Regions from separate parts of the Mus musculus genome. Here all the other regions are linked to region 1. A link is a contact called in public HiCAR-type and promoter capture Hi-C data. All regions are on one chromosome and are shown on one strand. Each heading gives the region's core, a stretch centred on a gene start, on an enhancer-like site or on the middle of the called end of the contact. The rest is flanking DNA. Distances are from core to core; before and after follow the strand shown. Region 1 holds the start of Tram1l1 (translocation associated membrane protein 1-like 1). Region 2 holds the start of Usp53 (ubiquitin specific peptidase 53). Region 3 holds the start of Ndst4 (N-deacetylase/N-sulfotransferase (heparin glucosaminyl) 4). Region 4 holds the start of Sec24d (Sec24 related gene family, member D (S. cerevisiae)).

Region 1 (3,456 bases), core at 702-3,201:
CACAAGTGTTTTTTATGTGTGTTATGCATGATACACTGACCAGTTATGCTACCTATGCCATTATAAACAAAATATTTTATATACAAAATTATCATTAGTCCAGCATTGGTGCATAGACTTGGATAATTCCAGGCAAGCAGTGCTCTTATTTCTGAGGATCCTATATAGATTGCTATCCACAAGTTTGATGTTTTTCTTTTCATTTCTCTGCACCCTACACTTTGTATGTGTATTTTTATTTATTTATTCTTCTCTCACACATCCCCACTGCGGCCTCTCCTTCCCGCACTACTCCCCTCCCCCTCCTCCCGATCCACTGCTCCTCTGTTTCCCAGAAAAGAGCAGGCTCATGGAATATCTTAAGATATGCCTAAGATGATGCAATACGACTAGGCACAAACCCCCATACCAGGCTGGAGGAATCACCCCAGTAAGAGGAGGAAAAAAGGCCCCAGAACTGAACATCAGATGAGTCAATGACACACCCACTCCCATTGTTAGGAGTCCCACAAAAACCCCAAGCCAAACCACCATAGCAAGTATGGGGATGAGGGAATGCAGATCCATGTATTCCCTGTGATTGGCGCTCATTCTCTCTGAGTCCTTAGGAGCCCAGCTTAGTTGTATGTTTATTTCTAATTCTTTGGAGATTTAAGCTTAACTTGCTCTCACTGTGGAATTGTCATATTCAATAGATGAGCTTGGATAAACAAAGAAAAGTCAGAGTGATGATCTGAAGAAAAATAAAAAGCATTATCCAATGAAGAATCACTTGAAAAATAGAGAATTCTTATTATGAAAAATAATATGTATATTTTCCTTAATTCAAGAACACTCCCCATAACAAACCGTATTTTCCTCTGGAAAATTCAAGATGCCTTCTATTGATACAATCTCCAAGCTAAATAAACAAGGTTCTATTTATACTGCGCTATGCTATGTAGCGAACTGAAGGATGACGATAAATCTCAGCACTCTAACGATAAACGCTTTGTTTCTTTTAAAAGGGCCTGTAGCGTTATTCGTCTGAACTGCATACTTTATACTTTCACCCATCATTCCTCTCCGTAAGGACTTTACACTCATATGACAGATAAAGGACAAGAAATTCATTCTCCCTTATCAGTGATATTTGAAAACTGACATAAAACTTCTGTTGACAAAGCTAATAACATGGCTTTTCTTTAAAGTGAAATTTAACATTTGCTAAAAACGTTACACACAGACAAATGAACCCTGAGATTCATGTCTGTCCGAGTGAAGTCTTGTTTTGTAGCCAAGGACCTGCAAGATCTCTGCTTCCCACTGCCTTGCAGACTTCTAATATAATTAGCTAGCACCTCTACAGCCATTTTTGTTCTAATAGCATTATTTTCTGAAACTGCTTCTTTGCATTGGTGTTGCCAGGTCTGACTGATTTAACATAGAGACAGCACAATACAGCGCTGAGAATACTCTGGTTCCACTCAGGATTTAAATCGTGGCTACTGATATTTATTAGACCTGTGGTGATAATAATGGCAGGCATGGTGTGTCACAAAGAGGTGGGTGGGGAAAAGGAGAGAGAAACAGAGAGACAGAGGCAAAGACAAAAAACACATAGAGGAGACACAGACACTCAGATGAGAGAGAGAGAGAGAGAGAGAGAGAGAGAGAGAGAGAGAGAGAGAGAGAGAGAGAGAGAATGAATTTGATTTCCACAGCATCAGCCCCTTAAGGGAAGGTGAGATTCCTAAGAGATCAGTAGAGAGCACTAGGGAACTCGCTGCTGTGTTGCCATGGTGATGATGGCAATGGCAATGACAGTGGCACCAGATTTCCCAGTTCCTGGGAAGCCCCTCCGGCTCCTGTGGGTGGGCGGCGGCGATCGGTGCAGCAAATCCGCGCTCGCACCCGGGCCTGCGGGGCAGGGGCGCGGCGCTCGATTTCCTTTCCTGCCTCCGCAGCCCCTGTGCGCATGCTCGGCCTACGCGGCCCCAGCCTTTGATTGATCGGTCGGCAGCGGCTGCGACCCTGGGCGTCAGACGGGCGGTGATGGGGAGCCCGGCGCTGGGAGCGGCTCAGTGATCAGCGGTGGAGGCCGGTGACTACTGGTGAGTACCGCGGCATGGGGCTCCGCAAGAAGAACGCCAGGAACCCCCCGGTGTTGAGCCACGAATTCATGGTGCAGAACCACGCGGATATGGTCTCCTGCGTGGGCATGTTCTTCGTGCTGGGGCTTATGTTCGAGGGCACCTCCGAGATGTCGATCGCGTTCCTCACTCTGCAGCATGGAGTCGTTGTCCCAGCGGAAGGGCTGCCCTCCGGGTCCAGGACCCTGTACCATTATGGGGTCAAAGATCTGGCCACAGTGTTCTTCTACATGCTGGTGGCCATCATCATCCACGCCACCATTCAGGAGTACGTGCTAGATAAGCTCAGCAGGAGACTGCAGCTCACCAAAGGCAAACAAAACAAACTGAATGAGGCCGGGCAGCTGAGTGTGTTCTATATAGTGTCCGGGATCTGGGGCATGATCATTCTGGCCTCTGAGAACTGCCTGTCAGACCCTACACTCTTGTGGAAGTCTCAGCCCCACAACATGATGACATTTCAGATGAAATTTTTCTACATTTCACAGTTGGCTTACTGGTTTCATAGCTTTCCGGAGCTTTACTTCCAGAAAGTCAGGAAGCAAGATATCCCGGGTCAGCTCATCTACATTGGCCTCCACCTCTTCCACATTGGAGGGGCCTATCTCTTGTACTTGAACCACTTGGGCCTGCTGCTGCTGATGCTGCACTACGCCGTAGAGCTCCTCTCCAGCGTGTGCAGCCTGCTTTACTTTGGTGATGAGCGGTACCAGAAAGGGTTGTCTCTGTGGCCTATCGTGTTTATATCCGGGAGACTCGTGACATTGATTGTCTCGGTGGTTACAGTAGGGCTTCACCTGGCCGGGACAAATCGGAATGGCAATGCACTCTCTGGTAATGTCAATGTGCTGGCAGCTAAAATCGCTGTTCTGTCCTCGAGTTGCAGTATCCAGGTGTACATAACATGGACCTTGACTACTGTCTGGCTTCAGAGATGGTTAGAAGACGCGAACCTTCATGTTTGTGGAAGGAAGAGACGGTCCAGGGCGAGAAAAGGCACAGAAAATGGAGTGGAGAATCCGAATAGAATAGACTCTCCACCAAAGAAGAAAGAGAAGGCTCCTTAAGCAGCTTCAAGCTAATTGATTCTTACCTCCAAGGGAATCCACTCCTTGCTATGTGGTGTCTCTGTGCTAGAGAGTTTCTGTTTTTCAGAACGGGTCGTGCTTTTTTAAATATTGCTATTGTTATTGTCTAATGTGTTTTTAAGGGTTGGCAGCGGTATGAGTGGTGGTGGGAATTAAGATTAAACCACTCAGCCTCTAAATCCTGTCAGAATAGTTAACAGACCAACATCGTATTTAGTTTAGATTGTTACCTCAAC
Region 2 (3,456 bases), core at 604-3,103, 1.3 Mb before region 1:
TCTGTAGATTGTCGTTAGGGTCTGTAATTAGGTCACACCTTATAGTTAAAGCTGTGAAATAACAAGACTGCTTAGTATCTCAGTAACTCACCTTTGCCAGCTAACTTCAACGACCACTGTACGGAGAGAAGACGAGTTTTCAGAAAGTTGTAGAGTCAAGCAAAGTCCTTGATTCATTCCTTCTACAACTACAGACTTCCAACATAATGGAGCTGGTGTCTAATGAAGTTAGCATCTAAAAGTGCACATCACCCCTTAAAATAGATCAGATTTCTTGTCATTTTTAAACTTTATTCTGTTAAAACAAACTTCTAAGCCACTGTACACCAAAACTGCATTTTTCGACACTACATAGTGAAAATAAACTTCTGAAATTAAACAATATAAGAAATATTTTGAATCAGAGCACATAGTGAAACTGTAAGGGCATTGTGTGTGTGTGTGGGGGGGGGTGCTTTCTTACTAAAGGGCAAGAATAAGTAGAAAATGTGTCCTACCACTAAAATGGCACTTTTATTTAAAAAAAAAAAGTGACGCCTTTAAAGTAATAAACTGTTAGTGCCACGTATCATGAGTTCGATAGACAACTTTATAAATAAAAAAAAAAATCCTAAGGAAAAGGCTTGTTTGGAGGGTCTCTTGTTTTTTATCCTTTGGGAAAAATACTTAATACATTGATTCGATTTACAAACTAAACAAATCACTTCTGTAAGTTTATAGCAAGTTGTCCAAAGGAGCTCACTTTAAAAGTCTCTAAAAGATAAGTCAAAAACCTTATTTTCCATACAACTCTTGCCCGCAGAAAATCTATTAGGAATTCTTCTGACAATAGCAGATAAATCACACATTACTTTTGAAGACCCTTTCTTCACTATTTTTTTTTTCCTTTTTTCTTTAACAGAATAGGATGAGGGATCTCTGCCTCGACCATCATCGACACAGAATTGAAAACAACAGAAAATAAAACTGACAAGTTATCAATGTCACCAATCCATTCTATCATAACTTCGTGTCAGCACTGGCTCCACCTTTTAAAGGTGAAAATCAGCGTGCCTGGTCTTAAACAAGCTCCAGGGCTCACCACAGAGAACTTAGGTTTACTGCCCATGTACCTCAAAAGTAGCCTTGAAAATATATTTGGAGGAAAGAATATGTTTCCAGCTATGGAAGACCGCAAGCAGATAAGGACGTGCAGTACGTTTTTGCAAGCATTTATCGGGATCTGCACGGAGAAAACAAACCCCAGGAGAATAACAAAACCTCAAAACAGGCTCAGATTGCAGGGCTTCACATCCTCCCGGTTACACCTGCGCAGGCACTTCCTGTTCCCCCGCGCCGCCGGCGAGTAGTTTGGTAATTGTACCGTAAACCGCCGTTTAGAAGCTAAACATTAACTCCGTCCGTCTGTCCAGCTACTGAGAAACCAACCAAGCCAAGATTCTATCACATCCAATCCAGTCTGCTCCGCCAAGGAGGAACGCCAATCACGCTGGAGCCCTGGTGAAGGCTCAGTGCTCCGGCAGCTGTGGGGCTGCACCGGGAACCGCAGGAGCCTGGCCAGCGCATCCCGACCCGGCCCAATCCCGCCCTCAGCCTGCGGCCACCCGGGTTAGCGCGCCCGAGCGGGGCCAGGCCGTGGGGACCGAGAGTCCTCCGCCCTCTGCCCAGCGGGGGCTCCCGCGACTCACCCCAAGCTCTACCTCCCGGCGCCGTAGCCCTTCCAGTCCCACTGGCCCGGCTCCGCCTCGCGCCGACACCCACAACGTCGTGACAGGCAAAGCGACACGCACAGGGACAGACGGCCACACCGCCGCTTTCAGCCGCCAGACCCGCGCAGAGCATGCGCGCACGCCCAAGACCCAGGGGCCGGTCTGGGCAGTGACACCTGCGATCAACAGGTCTCTGGACCCCGCCTTCCCCCGCGTCAGGACGCCCCGCCCCCTTGCGCCGGGCCCGCCTCCTCGTCTCGCCCCGCCCCGCCCCGCCCCCGCACGTGAGTTCCCGGCTTTCCCGCGGGTGATGCTCCCTTTCCGAGGGCTTGTGTGAGGCGCGAGATCCCGCGAGAGCAGGGCTCGGGCTTCTGCCCCGACGCGGGGGTGGCGCGCGGGGCGGGCTGTGAGACGGGACGTGGCGGATCGGCGAGCGGCTGCGTGGTGGGCTGGGGACTGCGGCGGATTTCCACGGCAGACGCGGGCGTCCCGCCGTCGTCCGCCTTGGTTGGCGGCTTTGCAGCCTGAGTGCGGATGCGCGGGGATCTGAGCCGGGGTTCTGTGGGTTTCAGCCATTGCTGGGTCGGCACCCCGGCGGTCCCCTTAGGGAGTCGGTACGGTCTGTTTGCAGTTGAATGGTGTCCTTTGGCGCGAATGTATTTTCCCTAAGTGGGGCTTTCGTGACCACTAATAAAACGAACGTCTTCATAACCGCGCTGACCCAGTTAGTATTTGTCAGAAATTTTGGCAGCATCCTCTCCGCGATGTGGAGCAGGTTTTGAGTTGCAAGCTGCTGCTGCTGCGAACCAGACTAGCCTTTGTCTGGGAAACTTTTATTTGGGATGATAATTAAAAGGAAAAACAAAACAAAGGGGGGAAAAAAAAACCTGGCTGATGATTAAGATGACTCAAAAAGGTAGATGTAGGTTTGGAAGACATTTCCAAAGCTGGCGTGAGTCATAAAAGTTGACTTAGATAAACTCAAAGGGGACTCCAGTTTACCTGAAGAAATCGCATGAGGGAGACCCTGCAGGTTGGTGGGTGACATGCAGTGAGGTTATTGTGTTTGACCCGGGATCAGTGAGAATTTATTATGTACCACATAAAAGAAGTAACATGAAGCCATAGACGCCGTCCTCAACATTAACATTAAAACCTCGACGGGAAGGAGCCGGAGAAACCAGCTCTTAGAAATGTAAAGAATTGGCACCATACTGTTTCCTCTCGGGTGCACTCTGTTTTGAGGTGTTGTTTAATATATCTTCTGTCACCTCTTTCCCCTTCAGCTATATTGTGTATTCTCGGATGTATTTTACATGAGTGCCTTAAATATGTCTTAAAAATAGACCAAGGAACAAGCAGTCCAGGTTTAGTTATGTTAATGTCCTACTCTTGACGTAACAAGATCTGAACGCCTTGTTCCCCCAGGAAAAAAAAAAAATGGTAGTTAGGAAGGTCACAGTGTGGTTGTATTAACTCAGAATTACTGTTCCTCGATGTGAGGTGAATGTTGGGGGTTAGATTCAAACAGTCCCTGGGTGAGCAGACCTAAATTATGAAGGAACCATCTTCACCACATTGGTTAAGGGTTCCTACAAGGGAGTAGCTTTGGTGTGTCAGAGAATACACTAGATCATCTAGGTGAAGCCCAGCACTTCCTAGTACCAGCATACCTCTTTCTGATAACTCAGACTGAGGAATGTACTACCCTGTGGCTAAATTCCTGCCTCTGAGGACTGGTAGGAGT
Region 3 (3,456 bases), core at 359-2,858, 1.1 Mb after region 1:
GCTAGAGTAATAATGGACTTGATCATGTTATTTCCTTTGTTATGATTCTACACTGTCCATGGCCATAACCCTGACAAGGCTGTGGATCCTGCTTCAAGGTTCTATTTGATAGTTTTGCAGTGAGAATCATGGAGCTACCATTTAATTCCAACAAGTTCAACCGTTTGTATATAGCACTGCTTCTGTTGGCCTTTGAAATAGGAACGCAGCAAGACTGTAATGGGTTGAACAATTTGCAATAATGTTTCTTCCTCAATTATGCAATTTTCCAAAAACTTAAAATGCTAAATAAATAATGAAATTAAAAAACAAACAAGCAAAACAACAAAAAAGCAAAACTATGGTGGGATCTGGTATGGTAACAGAGGCTATACTAGAAACTGAAGGGCTCTGGGTTCAATTCCCAGCACCATAACCAGACAGGTAAAACTATAAAAGATAGAAATTTTCAATTAGCATTTAAAATGCATTTTAATCAACACTGAACCATGGCATGGTATTTTCCTCATAATATTATATTATTGATAAAAAGATACGTCTGCAGTATGCTTATCTCTCTCAATTGTAATGGGCATCACTAAGTCAACATGTCTTGACCTTCAAATGCTTCTTTGCCATCCGGGTAAGAAGTTGCTGAATGCTGCTTGAAGATTTTATAAACATAAACTTTTTCTCAACTCACTGTGCATGAGAATTTAGGCAATTTGCAGACAAATGTTATGCAGACGTTAACACCAATAATACTGGATACAGACATCATAAAGCCAAGCTTTAATGGCTTCTCCACTACTTCCACCCCCCTCTCTAGTCACGGGATTTTACTGAAATTGTCCGAATATTACATGTATTGCTTATAACTGAAGACACACACACCAGATTAGAGAGTATTCTGCAGCTCTATTCTGTCTTGAAACAAGTTTTCATTTTTTTTCTTGTATATTTATATTTAAATATATATATGAATATATATATATATAATTTTTAAATTTGAGAAATAGAAATGTAGTTTCCCATAGGAATCAAATTTTACCTCTGTTAATTAACATTATATAGTTTTACATATTTATCTGTCCTTACTGATAACACATGTTTATGCTATTATAAGTATCAGGATTTGGTAGCTCACAGACAGTTCTCCAAGTTTTCTATTGCTCATTGCTGGCTTTTGTTCTGTTTGAAATTAGACTCTTTGGCTGGCACATATTCACAACAGAAAGCCCCATCACGAACTTTTATTAACCCACTTGATACAGTGACATAGCTGCAAAGTGAAATCTTATTCTCGGATTATGTAGGAAATATTCAAACTGTCCAGTGAACGATTATCCAAATCCTCAAGGGGCACCTAATCAATCAATCAGTGTTGTGTGAGAGGAAGGCTGCCGGCTGCTGAATTAGCTTCTGCTGGAATGTGTTCATGTGTAACATCCCACTGCCTGGATGACATCACAACAGCTTCAGGTCCTTGAAAGTCTTGAGGATGATTAGCTGAAGGAATTGGCTGTTTCTGCCAATCATAACCCGGCAGAGCTGCCTTCATAGTTCTGGAGATGTGAGAGAAAAAGGGAGGGAGGGAGAGAGGGAGGGAGGGAGGGAAAGACCGACTCCAGCTAAGCAAGAGGCACAGCAGCAGTGGCAGAAGCAGACAGGAGCAGCTGGTATTCCGGTGATTAAATAGTTCTCATAGCCTTTTTGCTGTACCCGGTCTGCTCCCTGGGGTAAGGCTCGTGTCCGAGAAGGAAGCTGCATTTTAACGGTGTGCTGAACAGAGGTCTGAATCATTCCAGCTGGCTGCTTGTTTTGAAAAGGACAATGTGTGTATAAATAAAAAGACTGCTGGAAGGGTCCAGACACCGGCACCGGAGCTGAGGAGTGCTCTCAGAATCCTGTTGAGGCAGATGGCACGAACTGAAAGCTCCGCTAATTAACGTGGAGCCAAGTAAACCTGAATTCTGGATATCTCATTTTCTAACTTCGGATAAATTCAAGTTAGCAAAAGAAAAAAAAATTGAAATGCTTCTCTAGGTAAGTTACTGCCCTAATTTGTTGAAATTGACAATGACGGGGTATGTGTGGCTTAGCTTCATAAACAAGTTAAACGCACTAAAGTTTTATTTGTGAAAGATTTATGTAGAAGCAGATACTTTTAGAGCCAAATTCAATCTCCCTTTCTGGCGTGTGTATACATACCTGTCAGTATGTAGAAGTTATATTTGCATTGTATATAGAATGTATTGCCCTGCTGTAAAAAGGGAACTGAACAGCAGATTAATTTTAAACAGTTACTCTGACATTTGCACCAAAACACCTCCCTGGATAACAGGTTTGTCCTGTTTCTACTGGACCTACTAATTTTGCAAACTCAGCCTTCAGTCATAACTGTGGCTGGTGTTTAAATGTTTCCTAAGAAGTATTACTTAGAATGTGGCATGCAAATTGCCCAAGATGAGAACTCTTCTCCTTGGGACATAAGATTTATAGGTGTTCTCTGTTTTGATGGAATTTTGAGAGAAACAGCTGGCACACACATTTGAAACTGAACGACACTGGCATATGCTGTTTATCAGGAAATAGATGCTATCCCCTAGCTCATATTAGAAATGAAAACATCTCAGGGTAATATATGTCATATTCATATCCTAGATTGTGAGCAGGACACCGACACCTCAGTGCCGTATTCACACACACACACGCACACACATATACACACACACACTTCCAAAGCCCCCTACACAAAACACATTGGAAAATGCGAGATGTTTAAAGGTGGTCTTAGTGTTTCTAATACTTATATCAGAAGAAATCAAAGTTTAAAAATATTAAAAATTGATTTCCTTTTAACTTGTCCTAATTTACAAATTGATATACTTTTTCAGAAGCAGTGTGTTGTTTATTTTGGTAGACTGTGTTCTGCTCCTCAATTAACTTTGAGAAAGTGTAATGAGTTTATCCTTTCTGTCAGACGCTCCTTTTCCTGCCTTCACAGCGTCTGTTCTAGGAGTTTTCATTTACATGGAGGCAGAACTTTTCAATGTTAAGCTGAAGCAAGATATTAATACATTTCTGTCATTCAGGCTTAGTTATCCACTTTCTTGTCAGTTTCATAGTTAAAATCCTGTATATTTTGGAATAAGAAGAAGCTGGTGAAGACAGAAGTTACTAAAATTACTTTAATTTCACTAAAACTAAGAGACAATGAGTTTCTCCAAATGATTTTAATGAGTTGTTATTTTTCCGGATCACAACTATTTTAATTTGTTTTACTGGAATTGGGCCAATTAGCTATAAGCAGAAACTTAGGTAGTGATGGATAATTTGTTTTGTTTGTTTCAATAAAGTTTAAGTCAGGAACATAAGACCCCTGACCAGAAGGATCTCATGGTGAGAACCAGCATTCCCCCAAACATTAGAATGTTTAATAAGAAAAGTAACTGTGTCATTTATGTTTATCTCTGG
Region 4 (3,456 bases), core at 651-3,150, 1.1 Mb before region 1:
TCGAGATGTGAGCTCCCAGATACTGTTTTAGCACCGTGCCTGCCTGCCTGCCTGCCTGCCACCATGTTCTCTGACATGATGGCTATGAGCTCTACTCCTCTGAAACTGTAAATCCTCAGTAAAAACATTCTCTAAATTGCCTTGGTCATGGTGTCTTATCTAAGGAGGTGGAGGAGGAAGAAGAGGAGGTGGAGGAGGAAAAGGAGGGGGAAGAGGAAGAGGAAGAGGAAGAGGAAGAGGAAGAGGAAGAGGAGGAGGAGGAGGAGGAGGAAGAAGAAGAAGAAGAAGAAGAAGAAGAAGAAGAAGAAGAAGAAGAAGAAGAAGAAGAAGAAGAAGAAGAAGAAGAAAGTTGCGTGGCCTAGATCACTCACCAGGGTCAGGAATGGGGGCTGTGGCTTGCTTGGGGACCCTCTATGTCTCCCTCTTTGCTTCCTGGCTACTGTGACATGAGCGGCTTTACTGTGTCAGTCCTCCTGCCTGTCACGATGCTTTGCATCTTCAGACACCTATAGCAGTTCAGCAAGATGACTTAGGACTGAAACCTTAGAGACTGAGACAATGCAAATTATTACCCTTTAAATTGGTTTCTTTTTTAGTGATAAACAGTTGACACAGTTGCCTCAAAATTCCTAATACTGTGGGTGATGGTGGCTCATGTCCTTAATCCTAGCACTTGGGAGGCAGAAGCAGGTGGATTGCTGAGTTTGAGGCCAGCCTGGTCTAGAGAGTGAGTTCCAGGACAGCAAAGGCTACAAAGAGAAACCCTGTCTCAAACAACAACAACAACATGTCTTGATAATGATAATTCTAAAAGAAGACCTGGCAGGTCTGAGAGGATCTATATTGAGCATAGATGGATTGAGCTGAGAAGACCCGCCCAGTGTGTGGGACATCATTCCCTGGACTGGCATCCTGGACTGCATAAAAAGAGCCAGACACAAGCACTGATTGCTCTCTGCTTTCCTGACTGTGCCCGCATAGTGATCAGCTGCCTCAAGCTACCGCATCAAGATGGATTACTCCCTTGAACTGTGGACCAAAATAAACATTTTCTCCTTTTAGTTGTGGTTGCCAGAGTATTTTATCACAGCAACAGGAAAAGTTACTCAGGTAGCTTTTGATTAGTCAAGCTTTAGGGAGCTTTTATTTCTGGTTCCTCAGAAGGAGGCACACAGTGAGGGCAAAATCACTAGGCTGCTTTTATTTCATAAAACTTTCATAGATTCCCCAAACTCGCAGCTCGGCTGCGGACTGAACTCATACTTTCTCTCTGATAGTGAGACATTTTTGGAGTGTGGCCTATTGGTCCTGATTTTAGGGCCAAATAGGTGTTTCTCAACTGTTTCTGTCCAAAGGTGAGCTAAAAGTTATCTACCTTTGACACAGGCCAGTTCCTGTTTGTGGGTGGGGCACACCCAGTTAAGTGGGCAAGCCCACGGAGGTCCTGCAACCCTTTGCTTCCTTGAGGACACCTCAGCTGAGCGTCTCGTTTCACACAGAACCAGGCTGTCGTGGGCCTTCCTTCCTTCTGTGGTTGTGCTGGAAGACGTCATCAAATTGTCTGTCCACGCGCCAGATTCCTCTGGCCACTGAGCACTCCCCGACACGCGTCGCTTCCAGTAAGGCGAGCGCAGCGCAGCGATTCAGTGCCACCTGTTGAACCCAGAGCGCGCCCTCCTCACCCCACCCAAGTCCCCTGCCACCGGCTCCGGAGGATCTTTGACAAATTGGAGGAGGCGGGGCCTCGCGAAGGAAAAGCTTAGAGGAAAAGACCCGGAAAGAGGCGCGAGACCGCAGTGGGAGGTGCGGCCCCGCCCCCGCCAGGGCGCGCCGCGGGAGCGAGCGGGTCCAGCACGCGCGCGCGCCCGGGCGCCTGACGTGGCACTAGCAACCCAGAGCGACTCGGCGGCGGCGGCGCGGGGCGCGGAGCGTGCAGAGCAGGTACGGCAGACGCGGGGCGCAGGGCGCAGGGAGGAGGGTGGGGAGGAAGGGGAGCCACAGGTACAGCAGGTTCGGGCTGAGGGTGCGGAGCGTCCACACGCGGCTGCACCGCGACTCCCCATCAACTTGGCTCTCTGGTTCCCGGAGGAGGAGAGGGCTGGAAATATTCCGAGGGAAAATGGCAACTACAGTGTTCAGCTCCGGGACATCATTAGAGGGAAACGCGAACTTGTCCCGGGTGACAGTGGAAGGGGAAGGGTGTCTTTGTAGAATCCGAGCGCTCGGGGTTTGGATTCGAGGCCGGTTTGTGCCAAGTGGCTCTCTGCCATGTCGCCGCTTGCAGCTGAGTCAGGTTTCTGCAACTTGGTGTACTGGGTGAGGAAGTTTGACGTGGCAGAGAAGGGTGAGGAAGCGAATTCCTCCCAGGACCAGGGAAGAGGGCTGGGCGGCTTCCAGTCCCCTGCTGTGAGCATCGCTGTCCCGCTCCCCTTCCGCAGCTGCTGCGTGGGTGCGCCGGTGCGGTCTTCTGAAGGCTCTGGGCTGCACGGGGCCAAGCGACTGCCACGTCTCTCTAGGCGCAGTGGGAGGAGGGAAAGTGTTGTCAGGAACACAGTGAACTAGAGACCTTTGTCTGCCTTTCTGTCCTCCGTTAGCAAGACAGTGACCTCATCATACTCATGGTTGCTACTCGGAAGCTGAAGGTTTAATATGAAAACAAAGCTAAATCATGGATGTTAGTCTTCACGTTTGAAATTTGCATGCCATTTCCAGAATAAAGAGATCCCACGTCTTACTTAGAAGGTATTACTAATCTTTACCTTAAACCACTACCTTAAACCGCAGCAACGAGAAAGAAAGGAGAGGTACCCAAATGCTTGATGGAGAAACTGGAAAGAAACTAGAGAATCAGGGTTTCACAACTAATATGGCTTTTGGACACTTCATTTTCTAAAACAGAAAACTGAGGCCCAAAGAACCTCTTCAGTTTACTGTGTCACAAAGCTTTGCATGGGCAGATAGGAAACAAATCATAATTCTTTTGCCAGGCTTCAGAGCACCTCCTGTCTTGTAACAAATGTTTTTTTGAAAGCCAGACATGGTGGCACACACCTTTAATCCCAGCATTGGGGAGTCAGAGGCAGGCAGATCTCTTTGAGTTCGAGGCTAGCCTGGTCTACAGAGTAAGTTCAGGACAGCAAGGACTACAAGGGAAACCTTGTCTCTGCAGAAACCAACCAACCAAATAAACAAAAGTATCTTTTAAAAACCTCTCTAGGAGATATCTGTTTTAGCAAAACATGGAAACATAAAGTGTAAAGCTAATTGGCATTTGGGCTCTGAATAGAGTCAAGATGGGACTGTTATATTTGTGATTGTTTATGACTACCCACATATGAAAGGCTTTTTTTTTAGCTCCTTAAATATAGGTGCCTATGTTCTTAGAGGTGTGACGTCATCTAAGTTAGAGAGAAGCCCTAGCATCTTGGACGGAGATGGTTGGAGCTGCCACTGGCT

Evidence for each region. Promoter capture Hi-C pulls out the DNA fragments that hold promoters and counts their contacts. HiCAR-type assays count read pairs that join an accessible place to other places.
Region 2: a contact with region 1 is called in a promoter capture Hi-C map of hippocampal neurons, with 4 times the contacts expected there. The contact joins the promoter of Usp53 here to the promoter of Tram1l1 in region 1. A contact is called at or near these places in 1 of 39 promoter capture datasets (hippocampal neurons) and 1 of 115 datasets of contacts at active chromatin or transcription factors (astrocytes).
Region 3: a HiCAR-type map of astrocytes shows a contact between it and region 1, with 2.6 times the contacts expected there. The contact joins the promoter of Ndst4 here to the promoter of Tram1l1 in region 1. A contact is called at or near these places in 1 of 39 promoter capture datasets (hippocampal neurons) and 2 of 115 datasets of contacts at active chromatin or transcription factors (astrocytes and differentiating embryonic stem cells).
Region 4: a contact with region 1 is called in a promoter capture Hi-C map of hippocampal neurons, with 2.0 times the contacts expected there. The contact joins the promoter of Sec24d here to the promoter of Tram1l1 in region 1.

What each region holds. Positions count from the first base shown.
Region 1 is chr3:124,319,086-124,322,541 of GRCm38.p6, forward strand. Tram1l1 (translocation associated membrane protein 1-like 1) reads left to right here and starts at 1,952. Exons shown (of 1, transcript NM_146140.4): 1 at 1,952-3,456. The coding sequence starts at 2,108. The coding sequence ends at 3,199.
Region 2 is chr3:122,982,594-122,986,049 of GRCm38.p6, forward strand. It overlaps Usp53 (ubiquitin specific peptidase 53), which reads right to left and starts at 1,854. Exons shown (of 16, transcript NM_133857.3): 1 at 1,689-1,854.
Region 3 is chr3:125,402,483-125,405,938 of GRCm38.p6, forward strand. It overlaps Ndst4 (N-deacetylase/N-sulfotransferase (heparin glucosaminyl) 4), which reads left to right and starts at 1,609. Exons shown (of 14, transcript NM_022565.2): 1 at 1,609-2,025.
Region 4 is chr3:123,265,596-123,269,051 of GRCm38.p6, forward strand. Sec24d (Sec24 related gene family, member D (S. cerevisiae)) reads left to right here and starts at 1,901. Exons shown (of 23, transcript NM_027135.2): 1 at 1,901-1,941.